Regions from separate parts of the Sus scrofa genome. Here region 1 is linked to region 2. The links are chromatin contacts, called in public HiChIP or PLAC-seq maps. All regions are on one chromosome and are shown on one strand. The core of a region is the stretch at or near the end of the contact, and the rest is flanking DNA. Distances in the headings are between cores, read along the strand shown.

Region 1 (5,802 bases), core at 700-3,199, 67 kb before region 2:
CTCCCTCTCCTGGATTAAACAATGAGCAGTCAGTAAGCACTCAGGAAGCACTGAAGGTTACTTTAGCAGGTGGCTGTGGGAAGTGAATTCAAAGCTGCCATTGCAGTATAGGGAGATTCCAGGATGAGTATGGGGAGCAAGTAGCCATCAACTCCAGGCAGGCCATGTGGAAGAGGAGACTGCTGCAACCTTTGTGCATAAGGGATCAGCATCTTGATCTATTCAAAATGGAAGGTGTTTTCCAAATTCCATCCAGGAAAACATGATATTCTATGTGGTCTCAGTTTCTGTAGAGCAAGAAGCAATTCAGATAAACTACATGGATGAGCAAGAAACAGGAAGAGTTGGTGCTTAATACAAACCCACAGAGTTGGTCTAGTTCATATCAAAATGGGGATCTAATCTCCCCACTGGAGACAAAGGTATAAGGTGAGCACAGGAAAGTGTGTGTGTTTGAGCCACACCTCAGAAATTATCTTGGAGTTCCCATCATGGCTCAGCAGAAACAAATCCAACTAGGAACTATGAGGCTGTGGATTGGATCCCTGGCCTTGCTCAGTGGGTTAAGGATCTGATGTTACTGTGGCTGTGGTGTAGGCCGGTATCTGTAGCTCCAATTTGACCCCTATCCTGGGAACCTCCATCTGCCGCAGGTGCAGCCCTAAAAAGTAAAAAAAAAAAAAAAAAAAGGAAAAAAAAAAAGCAAGAAAAAGAAAGAAATTATCTCACATCAGAGACTATGCAAACTTTCAATCATCCTGAACATAAGCTTTTTAATCAAAGCTATAAAATAAAATCTAATGCACATCGATGAATAAATCATGTGGTTTCTCTTGAAGGGGTATCATTAATAGGACTTACATCACTATGCTCATTACCACTTCCTCTAGGGATTAAATTTATCCTTTCAGGAAGGAGACAATGAATTGAAAAAAACAAGAGAGAGAAAGAGAAAGGACCGTATAATGATGTTTTCCAAAGTAAAAGACTTGTTGAACATTCACCTGGGTTTCATAGCTCTCACTAATAAGCCAGAACATTGCTTTAATTCTATACTGTTTATTGCCACGGGAGCCAACAGACTGGTAGAGGTTTTCTACACTTTTATTTGCCAAACAGAAAACTGTGTTGTGATGTTTAGATGAGACACACGGGGGCAGCAGTGAGCTGACCAGGAGATAGAAGAATGGTGACACTTTTGAAGCAGAAAGCTTGACTCTAGACATTGAGATGCTGGCCAAGCTCTATTTAAAATCATTTAAACCAAAGAGAAACATTTCTTCAACTCTAAAATTAAATTTTAGAAGAATTTACTGTTCTGGCATGTTTTCTGCTCTCCATGAGTGCTTAATATCCTTACTTCCTAAATGTTTTTTTCTATTGACAATTATTTTTTCAATCTATTTAAATCTTATTTATTTATCTATCTATCTATCTGTCTGTCTATCTGTCTATCTTTCTAGGGTCCCACCTGTGCCATAAGGAAGTTCCCAGGCTAGGGGTCTATCTGAGCTGCAGCTGTCGGCCTACACCACAGCCCCAGCAAAGCTGGATCCCAGCCGTGTCTGTGACCTACACCAGAGCTCACTGCAACGTAGGATTCTTAACCCAACTGAGCGAGGCCAGGGATTGAACCTTCGTCTTCGTGGATACTAGTCGGCTTGGTTAAGGCTGAGCCACAACGGGAGCTCCAGGAGTTTGATCATTTTAAAGCTGAGACACTTTTTCCTGACCAATCCAAGTTGAAGCCCGGGGCAGGGCAAGATATCCCAGCACCAGGGACAAAGGAAGCAAACCCGGGCAGCTAGCACCACTTTTGTGGGGAGCCCACTCTAACTCGGAGCTGACAACATTGTTAAGAGTAGCAAGCCAGTGCCTGGGGCTCTCTTTTTAAATGGGGGCGGAGGAGCGGTGGGGGGAGGACACAGCGGCACTTCCTCTTCCTCTTCCTCTCCAGAGACTATTCATTTCATTCCCGCCCATCTGAAAACTGAAGAACTCCGCAGACCCTCAGACCCGCAGACCCGTAGGGGGTTCGCTTTCACTGCAGGAAGAGATGCTGTAAACAGAGGTACACAGCCAATCCATCTTCACACCCGGAAATGAGACGGCAGTGAGACAGGCCTAGAAGCAAAGCTGGTGATTGCTGCGGTGGGTGTTCACTGAGGGCAGGCTGGTCCTCCCGAAGGTGGTGTAGGATCTGGAGGAGGGAGGCAGGGAGGGTCTGGGCTCTTCCCCACGTGGCCCCAGAACTGCCTGGCAAGGAGCCACTGGGCCAGACCCTCCCGCTCCGCACGACCGGAGGCCTTTGTCAAGCTGTGTGGCTGGGTATTATTTTCAGGCTCAGCCGGGGCTGCCCTCCTGCTCCTGGGCTTGCCCGTCGATGCGCAGCTGTTTCTTCTGCTTTCCAAAGCCCAAGCCTACAGGTGCTCTGCCTCCCTCTGCCTTTGGCCGTTACAAGTTATAAGAGTAATAGTAGCTTTAAAGAGAGGGGATTGGGGAGGTTGCCAGGGGCTTAGAGTCCTCCCCTGCCGCAGCCAGCCCTCTGTCCCTCTGTCCTTCATCCTCCCTTCACAGACCTCCAATCCGAGCATTTCTTTTTTCTTTCTTTCTTTTTTTTTTTTCTTAGGGGCACACCTGTGGTGTATGGAAGTTCCCAGGCTAGGAGTCGAATCAGAGCTACAGCTGCCTGGCAACACCACAGCTCACAGCAACACTGGATCCTATTGAGTGAGGCCAGGGATCCAGTCTGTATCCTCATGGATACTAGTTGGGTTAACTCACTGAGCCACAACAAGAACTCCCTGTCTGAGCATTTCTAAACCGAAGGATCCTGGCTCAGGAAAGGCAGTCTCATTTTCACTGGGCACTCACCTGCTGAGAAGCCAACCTGAAGAGTGGAGCCCAGACTCCAAAGCCTGCCCTCCCCTCTGCTCCCACCGTTCCTTGGATGTGTTCTATTTGAAATAGTTTCTTTTTCCATAATTATTATTATTTTTTAAACAGTGTGTTTATTGCAGTATTTCTATCTAGTGTTTCTCTGGAGAAATCTAGACTTATTTTATGATTGTGCTTTTCTGAGTGTGGTTGCAGCCCTATGAGATATGCCTGTAGGTCCCTGTGTGTATTTTGACATCTGCACCAAAGCAGAGGTTACCTGTGGGGAGTAGGACTGGGTCAGTTGATGCTGCTTTGCTTTTTTACTTTCTACCGCTCGGTTTTGTTTAATCTTTTCCCAGGAGATGAATTGTTTTGTAATGTTTAAAAAGAGAGGAATGAGGACAGCTCTAACTATAGTCAGGGCCACTGGCATGTTGGCCATGCCTTGAGCCAGGACCCCACACAGCAGGGTTTTCTCTTCTGTCCTTGCTCCTACTGTTGAAGATCCCTTTGTTCAGAGTGTTAAACAGCCCTGGTGTCTCTTGATACCCGTTTCCTGAGAGCAGGCTGAGGGCTTCCTTCCTCCGCCCAGCATCCTGCCCCTCCACACACCCACACCCACACTTCTTTTTTCCCTTTCTCTTTTCAGAAACTCGATGCTATCAGGCCCAAGAATTGGCCAGGAAAGGGCTCAACACAGACAGGACCACTCAGAAAAACAGTAAGATAAGTAAGTGTATTATGCGATACTTTGAAAAGCAAATTGTCAGGAGAGGGAAAGAGTGCTGGCTCCTCTATTTTAACACTTTGTCCTTTGATCTGTATTCTCTCTTTAATCCGTCAACCTCCAAAATTTGCTGAACGCTGGCCCTGGGCCTGGATCTAGACAGTTCCTGGTTAGAAGGAAGGAAGGACCACCTCCTGGAGCAGGACCCAGCTAGGTAGTGAGTTTGGGGGACATGAACAGGTGGGCGTGCCATTGAACCCAGAGCCCAGCCCCACCCAGTGCAGGTGGCAGAAGGTTCCTGGAAGAGGAGATGCCTGAGCTGAGTCTTCAAGGACTAGTTGGTGGAGCTGAGAACAGGAGAAAGGCCATTCCCTGCAAAGGAAACATGAAATAATAACAAGGTCTTTCTTCTGCTGAGCTTTTCCATGTATCACCTGGTTCTCACAACCCTGCTGGGCAAGTGCTCTTGTGGCCCCATTTTAAAGTTGACATCCCTGAGGCTCAGAAGGGTGGAGGGCATTTTCAAAGGCCATGTAGTGGCCAGTGGAGGAGCCAGGATTTGAGCTGAGGCAGTCTGGCTCCAGAGTCCTCCCCTCCAAACATTGGTTGTCCTGTACTTGGGTAACTCAAGAAGTGAGGCAAGCCTGTTACAGAGTTGCAGGAACAGCGCTGGAAGGATGGGCAGACATCTCATGATACTAAGGGTCAGACTTGGATTCTGGGTAGATCTATGCCTCTGGAAGGATTGATGAGGCCAGGCTAGGAGAGCAGTGAGGTGGCGCTTGTAGTAATTCAATGGAGAAGTGAAGAGGGCGAGGTAGGAGTCGGGGGGAAGAAAGCTGAGCTCTACTGAGCAGATGGGCCAGGTCCATGGAGTGTGGAGGGAGGAGGCATGATGCTGAGCACCCAGCTTAGGTGACTGTGTAAAGGCTGGCCCTTCCTGAGTGTGTGGGGCACACTGCAGGAAGTGCAGGCCTGGAAGGGAAGGAGTGAGCTCAGGAGCCCATGGGTCACAATTAAGTCAGTGGCAGAAGTGGAAAAGGGAGACGTCATTTTAAAGTGGGTGTTCTTAACCCAGATGGAACTCAAGCGGTCTGTAAACTTTTATGGGAAAAATATTACATCTTTATCTTGGCTTTTTTCTTACTAAAATGTATCACATTCCTCAATTATTAATGTGAGAAAATTGCTCTAGTAACAGCATTGTCTGTGGCTTTGTCCCCAGTAGACATCACTGATTTTTCACATCACATTTTAGTTATTGAAGATTTCTCTGAGTATCATTAAATCTATCACTACTTTAATGGAGTTCCCATGCTGGCTCAGCAGAAACAAATCCAACTACTATCCCTGAGAACGTAGGTTCGATCCCTGCCCGCCCCTGCTCAGTGGGTTAAGGATCTGGTGTTGCCATGAGCTGTGGTGTAGATCGCAGGCGTGGCTTGGATCCCATGTTGCTGTGGCTGTGATGTAGGCCAGCAGCTGCATCTCCTATTTGACTCCTAGCCTGGGCACCTCCATATATCTTGGCTGCAGACCTAAAAAGACACGCACACAAAAATCTACCGCTACTTTAAAATGATGGTAATTAGGTCTGACAGTGCATTGAAATAGTTATTAGTGCATTGTTACACGTACTATTATATCAAAACTTTCATAATTTTGGAAACTATTTCAAAAAATTATATCCTTTTATTAAAACATTTTTAAAAACATTTTTTCAGAATATTTTCCATTATAGGTTATTATAAGATATTGAATACAATGCCCTGTGCTATACAGTAAATCTTTGTTGCTTCTCTATTTTATGCATAGAAAGTAGTTTTTATCTGTTAATCCTGTACTCCTAATTTATTCCTCCTTCCTCCTTTTCCTCTGTTGTAACCATAAGTTTGTTTTCTGTGTCATGAGTCTGTTTCTGTTTTGTACATAGATTCATTTATATTGTTTATTAGACTCCACCTATAAATATTATATAATATTTGTCTTTGATGTACTTCACTACGTATAATATTTTCTAGGTCTATCTACAAATGGCAAAAATTCATTTTTTATGGCTGAGTAATATTCCATATTGTGTATGTACCATATTTTCCTAAGCCCATTATCTATCAATGGGCACTTGGGTTACTTCCACGTCTTGGCTATTGTAAATAGTGCTACTATGAATATTGAAGTACAAGTATCTTTTTGAA
Region 2 (5,744 bases), core at 2,565-5,064:
AAGTTGTGCCAGTGTATGTTTATTTCAATTCCAGCATATGTGAAGATTTCCAAACCAAGGACATGAAAGTGAAAGCCTCCTACTGGGGGTCTTAGGAATTGGTGTGTCCTCTCATACTGGCCTTTTGATGAAGGGAATGGCGATGACAAGGAAGAGAAAATTAGGGCAAGAATGAGATGGAGGCAGCTTCATTTTCTGAGATGAAGGGCTGGGTAGCATCACTGCCTTTGCCAGTAACCTCATCCATCACAACAGATGGGGTCAGGGAGCCTGGAACTGTGAGGCTGTCCCTGACTCTGCACCATTGGCACTGAGTCTGGGTGGAAGGACCCAGTAGGGGGCAGCTGGAGCTTCCAGGACAGGAGCTACCTGACAGAATAGCGACCTGGCCCCACGGAGCTCCTGTTGTTTTTCCTTCATCCAGATGAAGAGACCGAGCTTCATGGGCGCTTCTCATCTTGGTAAGGACTGAGGGTCCTGGTCTGTTTGAGTCCACAGCCCACAGGCTCTTTTTATGAAGCGCTGCTGCCCTGGAAACCATTCAGACCAGCTGTGTAGGTGATTTTAACATGTAAAACACTTATAGAAAAATATGACCATGATCATGATTAAATCAGGAGCTATCAGCCCTACAAGTTGCACTGAATTAATAGAAAAAAAGTTTCCATGAAAGTTGTTCCAAGCAGTTACTCCAAAGAAATGAGTTTTGAGTTGCACCTTGAAGAGTGAGGAGGATCTGTTTTGGTGATAAGTGAATTTTTACCTTCTTCCCCCAAATGGCTCAAGATGCAGGGCCTTCTAACAGGGAATGGCAGGCTGATCCTCCCCTGAGAGGGCTGGGGAGCAGTCACATCACCATCAGCTGGAAGAGTGTCTCCTGGTGATGGATTTCCAACCTGCTTAAGGGCTTAGAGAGACCCTCTAGTCACACTGGTCAGCCTGGGAGTTGCCAGGCCACACATGTCCTCTGTCCTGAGCACCCTTGTGGGTGCTAACCTTCCCCTCCAAGAGCCCCTCTCAGCAAGGCTAACCAGAGCCACCCTATAACCTTGTGCCCAGAAGGCCCTGTGTTCCAGCAGGAAGCATGAGTCTGATGGATAAGAACTCATGTGGAGACTGCTCCCAGAATTCCGTCATTGCATCCAGGGAGGACCCAAAGCTCCTGTTGACACCTGCAACTTAGGTGAAAATTCTGGAAGGGAGGCATGTTTGGGGAACAGGGTGCTGGTGACTGGGAAGCAGCTGCCTTGGAAAGGGCTGTACGCCCACAAGAGTGTGCAGTGAGAACCCTGCCTGCTGATGGTCTCCCATGGAGGCAGGAGTGTGCTGAGAGGTGGAAGGAATGGCCTGTAAAGTCTGAAACTTTCAAGTGTCACTTTTATGTTGTTCATTCTCTCTTGGCTTCTCCTCTTCTGCCCCCTCCTTGGGACATCTCTCTCCTCACCTGTTCTCCTTTCCATCTCTCCAACTCACCTTTACCCTCCTCTCCTCTCTTCCTTGGCCCTTTCCTCCATTCTTCCCTACCTCTTGGTCCCCAACCCATCTGTTCCTCCCGCCCCCTCCCCCCGCCAACCAGGCCTCTAGCTCTCTGCCACCTTCTGTCCTCACCCCTCCTCTCTCAGTAGGTCTCCATCTCTTTTTTACTTCTTTCCTTCCTCTTCCCTTCCTTCTTCCTTCCCTCTCCCCACCCTTTTTTTATGCAGCATGTGAAAGTTCCCAGGCTAGGGGTCGAATCAGAGCTACACCACCAGATCCGAGCCACATCTGTAACCTACACCACAGCTCATGGCAATGCTGGATCCTTAACCCACTGATCGAGGCCAGGGATCGAACCCCCATCCTCATGGATACCAGTCGGGTTCATTACTGCTGAGCCAAACGGGAACTCCTCCATCTCTTTCTGTCTCTCTGTGTCTTTCTCTCTTTCCCTGTCTCTCCCATTTGATTCTTTTCTTCCCTTTTATTTAGTATCAGGTGTGGGTCTGCCTGCTGACTGTGATCCCTGTGTAATGGTGCATTGAGAGCAGGCAAGGAGGTGGGTGTGCGGTGGGGCTGGTGGTGCTTGTCTGCTGTGTGACTGCCTCTTCCCAGGGAAGCTTCGTCAGGGGGCTTTTCCTGAGGTTTCACATGCTTAATTTTTGACTTGATCTGCAAAGGGTTTTCCGGAATCCCATGAGCAGAGGACATGCAACATGGAGGGCTTCAGACTGACGTTTCCCTGTGGGCCAAGGTGCTCTGAAAGGGGGTGGGATCTCTGGAAATGATTCCCAGGCTAACTCAGGGGGACAGGAATGCAAGTTGAAAACTAGGGTCTGCACAAGCGATTCCAAAATAAGAACATCAGCACCATAAAGGCAGGGCTTTCTTCTTCATCCTGGAAATAGCCTCATGTCATTTTGGGAAACAGGGGAGTTTGAGTCAAAAAATGATGCAATATCCATCTTATCCCTCAACAAGTACAGCATAGTGCTTTGCCCATGGCTGGTGTCCAATAAATGTATGTTAAATGAAATCACGTATTAATGGAGAACATCACTGAAACGCTCCTTTAACTTGCCATGTATGTGCTGTGGGTGGCCCTGCATCCCAGGTCCAAAACTTTTGTTTTTTTTTTTTAAAAAGCAAACAAAAAACAACGACAACAACAAAAAAAACCATTGATGGGTTTAGGCTTTCGGGTAACCATTTCAGCCTCCTCTTGGGTCCTTATTGCTTTGCCCTTGGCCATTGGGAGAACTGAGTGTGCCAAGTGGTCATGCATCACACAGGTGGCTGGGTCAGTCCTGGGAGAGACTGGGGGCAGGGGACAGCTGTTGTTTTCCCTGCCGGCAGCTGGCCTGTTCAGAGTGGTCATTCTCATTGACTTTGTATTTTAATTTTTCTTTCATTATAAGTGCAAGACCTTCTGGTCGAAAGCCATGCCCACGCTCTGTGGTTCATCCTGATTCTGGAAAGTGAACATTATCTCAGCTCTGGAGTTTCTCTTCTTGGTGCATCTCACAGTGAGCTCTCCATGGGCTCCAGGAGTCCAAGACTCCTGTCGGCAGGCTGGGCTTGTCTGCTTTCCTTCAAAGCTCATTTGTATTGTATGTAGTGACGCCAAAGAGGGAAAATGAAAAGCAGGAAAGAAGGGAAAATGGCTCAGAAGCTTGACAATCCAGGTAGAATCATAAATATACATTCAAAAAAAATAAAACACTGAAAGTACAGCGTCCTTTATATTTTGGGGGGTTTTTTTGGCTGCATCCATGGCACGTGGAAGTTTCTAGGCCAGGGATTGAACCTGAGCCACAGCAGTAACAATGCCAGATATTTAACCTACTCAGCTACCAGACAGAGAACTCCCTATAATTTAGTTTTTTTCCACTGGCATTTCATGACCCTTCTGGAGCTCATGATTGGAGCTATTACTTATACTTAAATTCAAGGAAGCTATAGGTAAATAATTTCATTTTTTAATAAATAACCCTACATTATCTGGCACAGATAAAAATTGTGCCAGGATAAAGTCCTGAAATGTTTTACATCTGAAAGCACTCACAAAGTACAGAAACTTCGCCCCAGGGCTGTGGTTCAGCAGGTCTTTGTTCGGCACAGTAGGGGAAAGATAAGGCATTCTGTACTTTGGGTGGGCAAGGGTGTCTTAGGATCTCCATGGAGACCTCCCCTCTGGTGGACTGCTGCTGTGCACTTCCTTTTTCTTTTTTGGCCTCTCTGCAATATGTGGAATTCCCAGGCCAGGGATCAGATCTGAGCTGCAGTTGCAACCTAAGCCACAGCTGCAGCAATACCGGATCCCTAACCCACTGTGGGCTGGGGATGGAACTTTCATCCCAGTACTCCTAAGACCGCCCATCCCAGCACCACAGCAGGAACTCCCCCATGCTGTGCACTTCTAAAGCCCTGCTTGAGGCCAAAAAGGAGAACTTTGGAGTTTTCAAACACTTAACACAACAGTGTCTATTGACCAGGAATGCTCTCTCTCTGGACCTCCTTACTTTTGCCGTCCTTCTCCCCCTTACCTTGAAGGGACCATGGGGCTGCTACTCTAAACAAAAGAAGGATGTGTGAGTGTATAAGTCCAAAATGTAACTATTTTTAATTGGTGCAACTAGTCTAATTCTCTATTGGTCATCTGGATGGTTTGTGAGATTTCATACGAGAAAACTTGAATATCCCATTTTTCCTTTGTGTATGGTCACATCTTTGTTCCGAAAAGATTCTACATTTTCTTAGATTTCTCTAGAAATTGTGTGATGTATGCACATTTTGCAAAAGATATTAACTCCTGATTTATTCAAAATTTCTTTTTATAATTAAAAAGTAAAGTTAATTTTAAAATTTAAGTTCTTGACAAGGCAAAGATAAGTAAGTATATAAATAAACCAAAACCCCACAGGATCCCTAATGTGCCACAGTCTATTTGTCTTTTGATTGTGTAGAAAAGGAGCTGTTTCACATCCACCACTGCTCCCTACATGGCATGGGGTATTTAGTAGTAAATAACTAGGAAGCCATTTCATCCACAGGTGGGTATTAGATTAAATCACAGTGGGTGATTTATTTTGTTTTGTTTTTTAAACAATTGCTTCGTCCCACGGCTTTTTTCCTCTGAAAAAATACAGCATGCATTTAAGAGTTCCTTTGCCACTTCCTTCCCCAGGCCCCGGCTGTGTTCTCACACTGGGAAAATCCCACGTTCCATTTTCTGATGTTACACGTTTTCCCTTTAGTCTTTTCCAAGTCCCCATCACTAACAGTGTATCTTGTTGTCTGCCACTAAAATTTAAGAATATGTCATAAATTAAGAATGGTTCTACATTGCCTCTTATCTGACTAGCATCTGTGGGTGTCAGCTGCCAACAAGTAGCTCGGGTGTCTGGGCCGCTCCTGAATGCTCACATGCTGACACACTCTCTTCTGATAAAAGGTACCTTCAAATATGCATGCGACTTTCAATAATAAATTTTGTATGCTTGAACACTCCCTGTAAGAGAATCACTTGACCTAATAAAGTGACTTGGTTGAGACTTTGAAAAAGCTGAATATAAATATCTCTGGAAATTATAGAGTAAACATAAATACTTCACTCTGAGCATTTTCCGGATGTTTATGACCACATTTGTGAAATCTGAGCTTATTCAGAGGAAGGGCAGTGGGGTGGGGGTTGGGGCGCTATTAGTCACACGGGATCCTCCCAGGGGAGAGACTGCAAACTAATAGCTCCCCCCAACATGGCTTCACAGGGGATAAAGGAAGGATTTATTCTTTTAGTTCTTATCTAATCAGCTACCCTTGTTTTGATGATATGTGTACAGACCTCATCTAAAAAAAATCTATGTCCGAGTTCAGATATATCTTGTTAAGACTGTCATGTTCAAACAGAACACATATTATGTTCTTCAGAGAGACAGTATGTCTGTCTGTGTAGGTGATAAGAACTGAAATCAAAGCATTGCCAATCTTATATTTTAATGGAATATTTTATTCTATTTCTATGCAAGGTGCTAAAAAATATATATCTAAACTGACAGTTATAATGAGTGAAGTATTTATTTTATTACTTTAAAGCTACCATTGCAGAGAAGACTTAGTATGTAGTGGTGGTAGGGGAGAAGGTGGTGGTGGTGGTGGTGCTGCTGCTGCTGGTGATGGTGCTGGTGGTGAAAGTGGTGAAGGCTGAACCCAAGACATGTTATGGAGAATGCTCAAGTCCTTCTTCAAGGTCAAGAGCTGACTCTCCC

The links. HiChIP or PLAC-seq counts read pairs in DNA pulled down with a chosen protein or histone mark.
Region 1: a contact with region 2 is called in an H3K27ac HiChIP or PLAC-seq map of alveolar macrophages. The contact joins the promoter of NIN here to the enhancer-like site in region 2. A contact is called at or near these places in 7 of 47 Hi-C or Micro-C datasets (alveolar macrophages, embryonic fibroblasts, fibroblasts and 2 more) and 2 of 2 datasets of contacts at active chromatin or transcription factors (alveolar macrophages and skeletal muscle).

What each region holds. Positions count from the first base shown.
Region 1 is chr1:180,618,122-180,623,923 of Sscrofa11.1, reverse strand. It overlaps NIN (ninein), which reads left to right and starts at 1,949. Exons shown (of 34, transcript XR_002346861.1): 1 at 1,949-2,151; 2 at 3,530-3,610.
Region 2 is chr1:180,552,766-180,558,509 of Sscrofa11.1, reverse strand. It overlaps NIN (ninein), which reads left to right. Exons shown (of 34, transcript XR_002346861.1): 6 at 4,841-4,930. Among named protein-coding and RNA genes, the nearest start is that of NIN, 66 kb to the left of the region's middle. Within about 2 kb of position 3,814, at least 5 of the 83 cell types and tissues checked have an H3K27ac peak or open chromatin away from gene starts, as enhancers often do. A contact at or near this core is called in alveolar macrophages and retroperitoneal adipose tissue, where this site is marked.